2 separate regions of the Danio rerio genome follow, and region 2 is linked to region 1. The links are chromatin contacts, called in public Hi-C maps. All regions are on one chromosome and are shown on one strand. The core of a region is the stretch at or near the end of the contact, and the rest is flanking DNA. Distances in the headings are between cores, read along the strand shown. Region 1 holds the start of adam8a (ADAM metallopeptidase domain 8a). Region 2 holds the start of slka (STE20-like kinase a).

Region 1 (6,840 bases), core at 2,884-5,383:
ACTCGCCATGTGCACAACGGGCACCTTCAGTTAGTCGACAAGTGGTGGCATTACAGCAGGGGTTGTTGCATTCCTAAAATCATATCAGTTTTCATGGGTCAACAAAATGCATGTTTTTTTTGCTGAACACACAATTACTTAAATGTTTTTTTAAATATAACTTTTTTCAGCATGAAAAATTAATGGGTTAGTTCACAACACAGTGAAGATGTTGTACTTATTTATTCACCCTCATGTGATTATAAACTTTAAGTAATGAGTACCTCAGTGCACAAATGAATGTTTTTTTATGAAATCAAAAAGATTTAAGAATTATTATTAACAAATGTTCCTCTAGGACCACAGCATCCTATTAGAATTCATTCTGAGAGATTATGTGACACTGAAAACTACTGGTTATAGGAAAATATTCTATATTTAGAATATATTACAATAGAAATCAGTTAATATAACAGTTATTGTACTTTAAACTATATTAACATTTACAATAGCTGTTTTACTGTATTTTGTAAACACATTAGAAATTTACACCTTTTGAACCACTAACTGAGACACAAAACTTTCATCATTAAAAGAAACCGCAAACCCAAAATGAAGATTCATTTTATTAATTATCATTGTTTAATTCACCCAAATGCCATTCCACTAGCAACAGGTGATGTGGACTTATATAATAACAATATTTTTTTATATTTATTGTGATAATGATATTAATGATGATATAATTCCACTGAGAGACAAAAGAGTCATGGGTCTTTGGAGAAATAATAAATTGTCATATATATAGTGTGTGTGTGTGTGTGTGTGTGTGTGTGTGTATATATATATATATAGACTCAAATACACACATCAATTTTAGTGATGTCATGCTGTAACTGAGAAACCAACATTTTTTTTTTTTTATATATAAACAAAAGTGACAAACCTCAACAGTTCCGCAGTCACACTCCTCGCCTTTTTCAACGAAGGCATTTCCACAAACTGGACCTCCATATATCTGACCCTCATTTGGCACATCTATTAGACAGTTGGTGTCATAGTTCTCCAAAAACGCCTTTAAAGATGACTGACTGCAAGTACTGAATGAATCTGGGTAAATAGACCTGTTGGAAGAGTATGTAAGAAAATTATGGTCAGTGAACGACTTAAAATGCTATGCAATGCACTCGATTATCTAGAGTTGAACGTTATGATCTCATTCTACCATTCAGCATAGAGTCTGAAAGCCCCGCCCTCCTACTGCGTAATGATAGCTGCAACAGTTGAGTGCACGAAGTGTCCAGCATTCACACTTTGTTATTACAATTAAGAACATATATCATCAGCATATTTAAAGTTCATTTTTGTCTATTGGGGGCTTTTGACTAAACACACTGATTATAAAAAATATATATACAGTTTATATAAATAATATACATTTTTATAATGTTTGCACTTTAGTTTGCAAACATATGCAGTAAGATGTGTGTATACACACACCCACGCACGCACGCACGCACACACGCACACACACACACACCTCACTGCATATGTTTGCAAACCAATAAGTGATTCTCTCATGGCCTTGCATTTCTGAAGTATTTTTACTGAGACTCACCCAATGGTATCTCCCATAATGCAGCCCTTGTTAGAGGAGCATCCACAGCTTGAATCATCATGTGACATTCCCAGATTATGTCCCATTTCATGTGCAACTGTAGAAGCCACTGCAATGGGATTGCTGTTGTGGTCCTTTGAAAAGAAAGCACATCTTAATTAATGCTATTTACCACTACCTTCCAACATCAGTGATAAGTCTTAATCCATTATTTACACAAACAAACACACTCATAGGTATACCTCATTCACAGCACCAGAGGATGAAGAAGAGCACATTGCATATAATGTAGCCAACCCAACTGTGGACCCTTCAAAATCAATACCACTGAATAAAAAAAGAACAACGGTCATAAATGGATATTTCGCTGATATTTACAGTATGTTTGTCACACATGCTCCATGTAATTAGTAAAGCAATAATAATAAATTATGCAATATTGTGTGCAACTAACCCTTAAACATAAACCTAAACATTTAGTAAGCACATGCAGTTATTTAATATTGCACAGTACTTAAAATGTAGTTATACTATACTCATGACATCATGAGATATAACCATATACATTGTATAATAAAAATTGTTTAAAGGGAAAAATGCAGACAGTATACATGATCAACACAGAAGATTAAAATGAGCAATCAGTGACTCACGTAATAAAATGGGCATTATCATGTTTCTTCCTCTGAAGCAGGCTATCGCGACGCCATTTTAAAAACCGTTCCAGAGTAAGATTTGGCCTACTGCTGACATCAATTAAGTCTCTTTGAGACCAAACCTCCAGTCCAACCAACATGACACGTATGTTTAAAGGCCGGTAAAGCTAAAGGTAAGGAGGAAAATATTAAAAATATTACTTTGAAAATCCTTTTCACAATATATAATGTCATGCAGATCAAACAAATCAAAAGTCGTAGTATACCTTGTCTACGTGGTTTGCGACCAGCATCATTCTTTCTTCTATTTTCTTAAAACTTCCAAACTTCTTGTACTAAAGAAAATGTATTGATGAATTTTAATAATATAAACAAAACACTGCAGTCAATATCTATTTTTCATTAAACCACATTTCATACCTCTGTATTATCAACAACTAAAACCATCTCAACGATCTGCTGTCCTCCTCTCGGGGCTTTGTTTCTCTAAATGGCAGATGACATAAAGTTTTTGTCATAAAACTGGTAAGATAAAAAGATGCTGAGGTACAAATTAAACATTCTGCTTAATAATAATAACAATTCTCTCCATTGAAAACCGTCACTAAATATATGGTTAAATATAAAATGCTAAAAATATCACTGAAATAATTACAGCTTAGGTTTAATAACAGATTATTATAAAATCATTACCATATTTTTTCCTTTATACAGCCCACTAGACTTTGGGCCAAGGTCATAGACTGTGTCATTAATGTATCCATAGGCCCCTCGCTTGGTCCTTAAATGCTCTTGCTTGTAAATAGCATGGTCCCCATCCAAAGACTCTTCCAAGGGCTCTATCAAATAAACCTGATCGTTCACTCTCAGAAATCCTCTGTACAACAACAAGAATACATGCATTAAATATTAGTGGAAATTTTGTAAGCATTTGTCAATGTTTTCCAAAGAAATGCAACTGCGAATCAATGTTTTTACTCTACACAAAGTAGACATCAAGAATATTTAATATATATTTATGTATATTTTACAACATATTTGATGTTCAATCTATTCTTTTCAAAAGTTGCTTAATATTTAATTTTTCTTACTCCATTCCAGAACAAAGTCCCACGCTGACTGAGGAATCTTCAAAATTATGGATGTGTCCATGATAGTAGCAGTGATTCTGATATGAACACAAAAGACAATAGCATTAAGCTTCATATACACACACTGTGTCAAACATACAGCAAATTAACATGTTAGTTGAAAATTTCCACATACAAATTTGTTTGATGACTTTGTCTCGGAAATCCCATCTTCGCCATAATGTGTCAAAGTGTATTGTTTCCCTAAAAGTTCTCTATAAAACAAAGGACGAGTATAAATGCAATGCCTCCACATAGTATTAACATACATTGTTGCAATAGACAGTCCCATTCTCACCTATTTCTGTGCAAAGATATTGTCAAGTTTCTCCCATCTATAGCCACATCATATTCAAGTTGCTCAGGATATTTCTAAATAAATCAAAGCAAGCAAGCATGAATAAAAGTAACTCAATCATCCAGTGTAAATGTCAATAAGTCAGTTATTAAAGTAAGGACCTGGAGGGAAGAGGCGCTTCTTCTGGTTCTCCCTCTCAATGCCTGAAGCCGGACCACATCATAGCGCATCACATGAGGTAAAGCCTCCAGACTCTCTACAGCAACAAACAAATCACCACCACAGGATTAAATTACATGTAAAACACATCACGCAAACTGACATGACTCGCTGTTAAAGAATCCTCACATATCTGTGCGCTCACCCCATGTATAAACGAAAGAAAGCAGCGTTATAAATAGTCCAGTGTATCGCATGGCTCGCTGTGCTGTGTGTGCTCTCGCTCCGGGACTCGAGGGCTGCTGCTGCTGTCTGTGGGAACAAACTCGGGCTACTTGAAAGTTAAAGCTCCGCCTCGGTTATACGGTAAATTAGCATAGAAGTTTACGACCTCCTCATCCGGTAATAACAAACTGGTCAGTAATGAGTCACAGACCGGTCAATGTGACCGTTTTCTTATGAAGCATCAATATCATAATACGCTAAATAGTTAATAGTTATTATATCTGTATCTTAGGACTTTGTGATTGTTAAAATATAATATAATATAATTTAATATAATATAATATAATATAATTATTCATACATTTATTTATTTATTTTTATTCTTATGCGTTTGATTATTAATTTATCTATAATTAAGATTTTATTTATTTTCCATAATAAAACAGCTGACTTGTTTTTTTTTTTTTCAAATCTGTAACTGAAACAAAAGCTGCACAATCTGGTTAAGCTCCCAAGGTGGATTTTTTTTTTTTTTTTTTTGCATTGTCAACATTTAGCAAGATGGTATAATTGGACTATAAATGTATACATTACTATTCTTATACATAATTTGTGCTACTAAAAAAATAACTAAATATTACAGCACTAAATACTATATAGTCCTTTTAGTTTCTTTTTTTTTTACTTTTGACTTCTTTCTTGACTATTGTGATTTTGTTTATACATAGTATAACATTTTCTAAACAATTTGCATTAATAAAATGCTACTCTGGGCCTCCAGTGCCAATTAATTTAATTTATAATTAATTTTATTTATTACACTGATATTCTTTGAGGCACAACTTCACAAAAGCATACAAATTGTTTCAGGTGAATTTATGAAATTATAGGAAGAGCGGTTTTGTAAATTTGTGCTGAGATGAGATTTTGTCATCACCTGGAGGATGATGTCATTGAGGATGTGGGTTTTGTTCGTTATTACTAAAAGGATATTACAAAAGACTATCCGGGACAAAGAGTTCAACTGAAGACACAGGGAGAAAACTAAAAATTATCACCAAATAAATCCAGATGTTATATATTGATTGATCTTTTTTAAATATTTAACCTACTTTTAAAATAGTTATAAGCTATTATAAAAATAATTAGAGTGAAAATCCAACAATGAAGCACTTGACTATTAATAAATAGCCAAGGCAAAAATGCCATGAATAGTAAAAGTGACACATTTTTTACAAATATTTTAAAGCTTACTTCTTGCAGTGATATTTTCTTTAATACTTTAATATATGAGGATATGGCAACACGGTGGCCTCGGCTGGGTCAGTTGGCATTTCTGTGTGGAGTTTGCATGTTCTCCCCGTGTTCGCATGGGTTTCGTCCAGGTGCTTCGGTTTCCCCCACAATCCAAAGACATGCCGGTATAGGTGAATTGAATAGGCTAAACTGTCCGTAGTGTATGTGAGTGTGTGCAAGAGTGTGTGGGTGTTTCCCAATGTTGGGTTGCAGCAGGAAATACATCCGCAGCATAAAACATATGCTGGATAAGTTGCCGGTTCATTTCACTGTAGCGACCTCAGATTAATAAAGGGACTAAGCCGAAAAGAAAATGAATGAAAGAATGAATGAATGAGACCTGAAACTTGCCTTTAGTACTTATTCATTGTTGCTCTTGTGTAAATTGCTTCCTTGTCCTCATTTGTAAGTCGCTTTGGATAAAAGCGTCTGCTAAATGACTAAATGTAAATGTAAATGAATGAGGGTATTTTCCCAATGATGGGTTGCAGCTGGAAGGGCATCCGTTGTGTAAATCATATGCTCAATAAGTTGGCGGTTCATTCCTCTGTGGCAACCCTAAGTTAATAAAGGGACCAAACCGAAAAGAAAATGAATGAATGGGAATTTCAGCTGCATGAACACACGGTTGCAGCATCTTCGATAGGACAAACAGTCCGGAAAAGGGATCGAATTGCGAAAATAACTTTGCTGACATCAAGTGGTTATATTTTGCAGGTGCAGGTTTGTTTTTAGCTACTTTTATTTTGCTTTTATTTTTGTTTTGTTTTTTACGTAGTCTCACTTGTGTGTACAGACTGTTACAGCCTCCTATGGATGTATATATAATACATTTTTTAATTGGCTAACACTTTGTTTTGAAACAATATAAAAATGTATACTTTCTCGCAAGCTCTGGGTGCCGTCAATCCAATAAAGCGGCTTTTATTTTGAAAGGCTTTTGAACAGGCAATCGAAAGGCGGGTGCTCGCAGAGAGTATGTTTGTGTTAACTTATATTTAATAACATATAATGTTGCAACCCGAAATAATTGAATTTTTGGCCTCTACTACACCACAAATTCTGGCAAAGAACATACCGGTAACTGAAAACAGGGAATCCAAGAGGCATGATATACAACAAAAAGCCGAAGCTGGAGAAGAAAAAGCTGTATCACCTTTTGAATTCAGACCTCAACGACTTCGATTTGCTGTGGAAGATGAATATTTTGAGGTAAAACTATTGTGTTTTATCGGTTGCACTACAGGAAAGTGCCGTACAACGCATGTTTACTTCTCAGCGTGACGACGTGACCAGCAATGACATGTGTGATGTTTCTTCAACAGGATGGCGACATAAACAGACACATGTACCTACAGAATATCGTGACGTCATTTGTGGATGACAAACAGCCTCCAACGTGAGTGATTTTCTTACTGAGATGACTTTTGTTAATTATCAAAACCGCTAATAAATCAGAGTTTGTTAAACATTAAAGTA
Region 2 (6,840 bases), core at 1,479-3,978, 150 kb before region 1:
TTTTGTCTTTCAAGAGTTCACACTTAGCTGATGATTGATAATAAAGCTAGTTTAGCGTAGTATCCTCGAGCCCTGGGCTCCCTCCCGTTGCAAGGCGAGAGGGGAGTTTGAGCTCAGGTAAATCTCGATGACTCCCCCTCTTGCTTACTGTAGCTAAGTGTCAGATATAGATGCTGAAAGGTGTACTCAGAGTTTAGCTAAAAATTTTATATTAGCTGTTTAGAGTGCTTGTTTTTGAACTGTGGGAGGAAACTGGAGGAACCGGGGAAAACCCTCGTGACCACAGGGAGAACGAGCAAACTCCGCACAGAAATGCCGTCTGGTTTGGAAAGGAATTAAACCAGAGGCATTCTTGCTGTGAGGCAACAGCGCTAATCGCTGCCCACCGTGACGCCCGTTTGAAAGGAGGGAAAGTAGGGTTTTCTTCAAGACGAAGATATTGAGATGAGAATAGTCTGGTAATTTTTAGTGAGTTAAGGAGCGTCTGATAGGATAATCAGTCATTAGCTAAAGTTGGAACAGCTGTGAACAATTATAAGCACGTGATCCTCTCAAAATTTGTTTATAAATAAACTTCACTTAATACATTTAACTGAAGGTATGAGTCCTCACATCGTCTGACTAAACCAGTAAGTACTGGACCATGACCTGTTTTATTATCATAAAGTTGGCTGACAATGACAGTGTCAGAATATTTGAAGAAAGTAAGAATATTCGAGTCTTTATGATCAACAAGGGCCTTAACACCTTCGGTACTGCTAATACTTCAAAATACAGTAATTTACCTTCCTGTTAGTTTTTGCTGATATAAAACTGAATAAAACAAAGTAATGCATTATGAGTTTAAAACCTTCGCTTTAGACATGGAGAAAACAGCAACATTACAAAAAAGTTATTAAAAAACATAAAATTCACACTATCACTGCTATATAAAACATTGACTTCTGTTGCAGAATCTGTGCATGATTCTACACACCCACCCATTGGAAAAACTAAAGGATGTCCAGTAAAGATAACGAATAAACACAAAGAATCATGAAGAATGATAAACATATTTAAGGTGGAGGTTTATTAGAAAAAGAAATATATATAATCATGAAATCCATAATAAAAATGAACTGTAGTGTGATTATGAGTATAGTTTACTCTAATTATAAGTGTTTAATATTTGGAATTCGATTGCATAATCCAGATTACATGTAATCTGTTAGCCTACTATCTATTTTTAAAAATCAACATGACAATACACTAGGAACATCAGCAGTGAAAGAATCACTATGCAAAAACAAAACTAACAAAACAGTTCACTGCAAATGCTCCTGTGCTGTGTGTGATCACATTGGTTGCCCTCACAGGATGATGTATATTCAACTTTAGGAACATGTCAAAAGTTTGTCTTCCCAACTGTTGTCATGTATGCAAACATATCCAAACAAATCAATACAAGCAATGGCACTGTAACGGGTTAAAACAATTTCAAGACTTATTAAAGGAGGGGAGCAAAGTAATGTCTACTGAGGAGGACATCTTAAATTGCTAACAGCAAAATGTAGTTTTTGGGTGAATTTCGCCCTAATAATTGCGTATCATACAGCTACCAAACAAGTCTGAATTATTTTTGTCGAATTTACAGGAAAAATTCATGCATTTAAAAATAAAGTAAAGCCTTATATTGTGACCATATTACCGTCAAAAGATCAAAAAGCTATGCGAATTGTACAAGCCTTTATTTAATTTAATATATTCCAGTGATAAATCTCTCCCTAGCCTTTGCAACTTTCTTTACTGTTTTAATTTGTTGTACTTGCATTGCATATATATATATATATATATATAATATATAATAAAGCCGAACAATTCAAATGATTCGATTCAACTGCATGAATCAAATCATCCATAACTCTGCATGGCAAACATCGACTGCGCTTGCGCCAGTTTTTCGACATTCGTGCACGCGCCTTTCCTAGCCAAACGCACGCGCTCTGAAATCCTTCTGCAACATCCACGAGAAGTTGGTCACGAGAGACCCAAGCGACCATTGAACGAGGCGCGAAAAACATCCGTTTCGGCACCGCGAGCAGCGTCGACTGGCATGCCTGTGCCCTGAAATTGTTTATTCGGTTTTATCGAAACTGTTGTGGTTGGCTAAGCTGTAAAACACACCCCTCCCGAGGAGTAGACTGAGCTCAGACTGGAGTTTGGTCATCAGCATCCGCTCCGCTTTTTACGGTGTGCTAGCTAATTATCTGCCTCCTTCAAATGGATTTTACTGTATTGTAGTTTGTTTAAACGACATATTTGAATACGCGACGCTTGTTTGATTGAGAAGCTCGTTTTTTAGCAGACGGGTAAGGCAAAAGCAGAGGATCACACACACATGTAGCCGCTGTGAGGCTAGCAGAGGAAGTGGACTGTTACTTTTCCATCCCTGTATGCTGGAAGGAGTCGCTCGCCTGGATGAATCACTGTTATGGAGACGCGAAATGCCACATAAAGGTTGATCTCTGTCTCTTGCACAGAGACTAATATATTCGCTGTCATTAACAGTTTCACTTGGAGCTGTCTGCAGCTGCACTGGTGACGTTAAATGAGTTAGCAGGGGATCGATCCTCCACATGCTAGCCCATTAGCCAACTCCCCAAGTGATTCGTCTAGCACAGTATTAACAGTTTATGTCGTGTCAGTCTATTTTTTGTAGACCATAGACCTTTAGATCGCGATTGGAACATGTCCTTTTTCAATTTTCGGAAGATATTTAAGTTGGGAACGGAGAAGAAGAAGAAACAGTATGAGCATGTCAACAGAGACGTCAACCCCGAGGATTTTTGGGAGATCGTGGGAGAGCTTGGGGATGGAGCCTTTGGCAAAGTCTACAAGGTAAATCACATGAGTGTTTTGCTCTTTTTCTTTGACTCTGCTGATTAGCATTAAAGGCTCAGATACTCCAAAATGTAAATATTTTCAACGTGTATACATGTATTATAATTAGTATCCTGTATGTTTGTTATTTTTGTTTGTTAATGTTTAAATATATTTTTTTGTGGAAGGCAAAAGGAGATGTTTTGAGTCACTGACAGCTTTTCACTTCCATCATGTTTTAAATACTATAAATAGAAAGCAAATGGTGGCTTATTTTTACTAACATATGATGTTGTGTTCCACTGAAGCAGGTAATTATATAATTTGAAGGTAATCTGGAATTACAGTGGTTTCCAAAGTGGGGGTTGGGACCCCCTAGAAGTTCTTGGGACAATGATGAGGGATCGCATGGTGATTTCCAGAACTCAAATAAAATTTATCAAACTATTAGAATTACCATATTTTATTCATAACTCACAGGAGATAGTTAATAAATACATTAGTAAAGAAACAACAGTATGAAATAAAAATGTATCAGCCATTCTTTTTTCCCCCCATTGGATTGTGACCCCTGCAGTGTTTAAATTAACCGCACAGCAATAGTGTCAGATTAATTTTGTGGTGCCAGGTTAAACTTTTTGACAACCTTTATGGCACTAATACATTAAAAATATGATATTTGAGGTTAATATGAAATTAATAAATGACTATAAAAATGTATGGTTATTAAACTGTTGCATTTTTGTGTTGTCAATAAGCTTATATAGGCCTATAGTTGTGTGTGCAATGTTTCTATATTTATAACCACCATAGAGAAAAATGAGGGTTGCGGGTGACTGACATTTTATTTTGGGGGTTAGCACACCCCTGCTTTAACTGATCTTCAAATGACATAATCTTCATGATTGAGCTGAGCTTCCTGGTTAGCACTGTCACGCTTTTTTTTTAAAAAATGGCATGAGAAATTATTTCTGTCAACCTGCTATCTCAACATTTTCTATGTACATCACATCATAGAGTGCGACAAATTGAGTCCTGACAGGACTTTTGAGTTCACTCACTGGTACTTTTTTACACTTCTAATCTTTAGTTATGAGTATAAGCGGTATTGTCATGGTAACCCCAGCTTCTGTCAAAATAAGGATTAGTCATGTTTTGTATGACTATGAAGAATAAAACAAGTCACAAAAATAATATGCACGATTGCAGAATGCAGATATAGCTGTTGGTATTAAGCTTAAAATGATTTTATGATTACTAATATCTAGCCAATTATTTTAGCAAAAACTGTTTTTACCATGTTGATCATTTTCAGGTCAGTAGGGAATTAGCGTGTTGGTAAACAAGTAACGTGATGTTGATTTTAAATGAATGGCAGCTTCATTTAGGCATAGCACAATAACCATTTTCAAGGTGTAGCATGGTTTGGAAAAGTCAAGGTTTTAAAACCGCCAAAATTTTCTGCTATACTGTTCCTAACGTATGTGTAAAATTTTGATTTACATATTTTTAAGGACAACAGTATCTCCAGCAGAAAAGATATCCAAAGATGCTACTTTAAATTTAAAGAGTATTTCTGAAATGAATGAAGACAGCAGAAATCAGTGATTGATTCATTTGAATTATTAGTCTGACATGTTTACTGCTCCAATATATCTTAAATGTTTCTCAAAACAAAATATATTATGTTCAAAGGGGTGAAAAGTTTTTGTTTTTTACCCAGACATTTAAAAAGAATATATTTTAGAGCAGTAAACACAATGCTGTCAATCTGTGATATTTTAGGTTATCATACCATCTCATTCTTAGACTATGCTTAACTTCATCATTAACTACAAAGATATCGAAATAAATAGGATTTTCCTCATAATTCGATAAAAAAATATATATATTAAGTCAAACGATGTAGTTGTTATTCTGATTGTCCAATTCATTGCATTCACAAATACATACTTTTAGTTTTGCTTGTGTTGTAGAACCTGTTGTAGTTGAAGGTAATTAAACCTGACACAGTTTACCATTCCTTTCATTCACTGCCTGCTTTAGACTCACTTGAATCTATTGGAGAATGTTTTCATACTGCTCCCATTTATGGAATGCATTGTGTTTGTGACAGCGAGATGGGTGTGATAAACTTAATATATTGTACAACATTGGTTTCAAACTTGATTTTTGGAAGGCCACAGCTCTGCAGCTTTGCTTCAAAACTAATCAAATACACCTGATTAAACTATGATTTTAAGGATTACTATGAACTGTTAAGCAGTTGTGAGTTGAAGCTAAATTCTGCAGAGCTGTGGCCCTTCAGGAATTGAGTTGCTGCACAACCACATATGATATGCAGACAGAATAGTCTTGTTTTTTTGTTTCATGTTTTTATCCAAACAAACCACACAATATAATCAATATGTTTATGAGGATCTTATTCTGAAATAAGTGAGCAAAACTAACCCGTCATATTTAAAAATGCTAGTGCTTTTATGACAGTGTTAAATGAGGGAAGTGACAATGAAAGAATGTTGTATCTCATGCAGAGGTGTGGTGAAATTGATCAGGAGGGTGAATCAGCAGGGTCTTCCTGCCTCAGTTTAGCGGTCGTCGTGTGATTCTAGAGGTGTGGGACTGTGATGATAAATATCTGTTGTTTGTACGGTTCACCAGCAATTTGTTACTTTTTTTTCCTCTTGTTTGGAACGATACTGTGTACTAGGCATGGGTCGGTATAAGATTCTGATGGTATGATAACCTTCGATAAAAATATCATGGTTTTACGGTATTGTGATTACTACTCTAAAATAAGTTCTGTTTCAATGTCTGTAAAAAAAAAACGTACAACTTTTTTTCCCCTATTAAACACATTATATTTTATTTTGAGAAACATTTATAATATTTTGGAGCAGTAAACATGTCAGGCTAAAGAATTCAAATGAATCTTTGACTTCTGCTCTCTTTATTAGTTAAAAAGCACACACATTTCATTACAATTTAAAACAACATATTTGGATATCTTTTCTGCTGAAAATGCAGTTGTCCTAACAAAACTTAAAACAAAATGTTTTAAAAAACCTTACATATATCTTAGGAATTGTATAGCAAAAATGTAGGTGGTTTTAAAACCTTGACTTTTCCAAACCGTTGCATACCTTAAAACGGTTATCGTCCCATGCTTACTGTGTACATTGTGTTGTGTTGTGTCTTTTCAAATCAACATAAAATTAAATAAGTGGACATTAATTGGTCCATGCTAGTTGTTTTATAGTGTTAATTGGTAGTCAGACAGCCATGGATTGTTTTTAATCTCAATCTGTAATCTGATATGGAAGTGAGCTGTTCTGTATTTTCTGAATGGATAAATTTGTGGTATGTACATTTCTGGGAGGAGATCTCATTTGTGGCTAAAATCAGCATGAAATGACAGTTCACCATATCTTTGGCCTTGGTTCATTCTTGTGGAATATGTAAAACTAGGGCCTGGGCGATCAATTGAAAAGTAATCAAAATCGACATTCAGAATTAATAATCGGTCTAACTTTTCCAGGTTAATTTTTTCAATAACTTTTTCTACCGTATGTGGAGTCACGTGACCCCGCTCTGATAGGCTTAGGCTAGTTTATACTTCCGCGGCCACTTTGCAGCCACATCTGATCTCTGGTCAAGTATAGGACGATGGACACATTCTTGAGCCTTACTTTGCACTTCTTTGACGTTGATTGGAAGCTGCGCCAGAGATGCCTTGAGATGGCTTATTTTACATACAATATTAAAATTATTATACATTAAAATATTTGTTTACAGAAGATGCAAGAAATGCACTGTTTAAAAGTTTAAAATTTAATTTAGTTATTTGAGTTAGAAAATATACTGTTTGTTTTCTACATTTAATATGAAAAACATTGACAATTATTTTGGTTTCCAAAAGTGTTATTTATTTTTTCTAAGATAAACTTTTTTAAGGTAATGTGTGTTTATAACTTCAGTTGT

Evidence for each region. Hi-C and Micro-C count contacts between places; a contact is called where the count stands out from the background.
Region 2: a contact with region 1 is called in a Hi-C map of hematopoietic stem cells, with 2.2 times the contacts expected there. The contact joins the promoter of slka here to the promoter of adam8a in region 1. A contact is called at or near these places in 4 of 18 Hi-C or Micro-C datasets (caudal fin, embryo, hematopoietic stem cells and 1 more) and 1 of 4 datasets of contacts at active chromatin or transcription factors (embryo).

The regions. Positions count from the first base shown.
Region 1 is chr13:27,884,852-27,891,691 of GRCz12tu, reverse strand. It overlaps adam8a (ADAM metallopeptidase domain 8a), which reads right to left and starts at 4,133. Exons shown (of 25, transcript NM_200637.1): 1 at 4,046-4,133; 2 at 3,843-3,937; 3 at 3,682-3,755; 4 at 3,520-3,598; 5 at 3,345-3,421; 6 at 2,947-3,130; 7 at 2,674-2,739; 8 at 2,520-2,588; 9 at 2,251-2,420; 10 at 1,840-1,924; 11 at 1,598-1,731; 12 at 926-1,103; 13 at 1-73. The coding sequence starts at 4,097. znf511 (zinc finger protein 511) reads left to right here and starts at 6,356. Exons shown (of 6, transcript NM_001004531.1): 1 at 6,356-6,573; 2 at 6,687-6,760. The coding sequence starts at 6,373.
Region 2 is chr13:28,037,746-28,044,585 of GRCz12tu, reverse strand. It overlaps slka (STE20-like kinase a), which reads left to right and starts at 2,728. Exons shown (of 18, transcript NM_001145601.1): 1 at 2,728-2,877. The coding sequence starts at 2,728.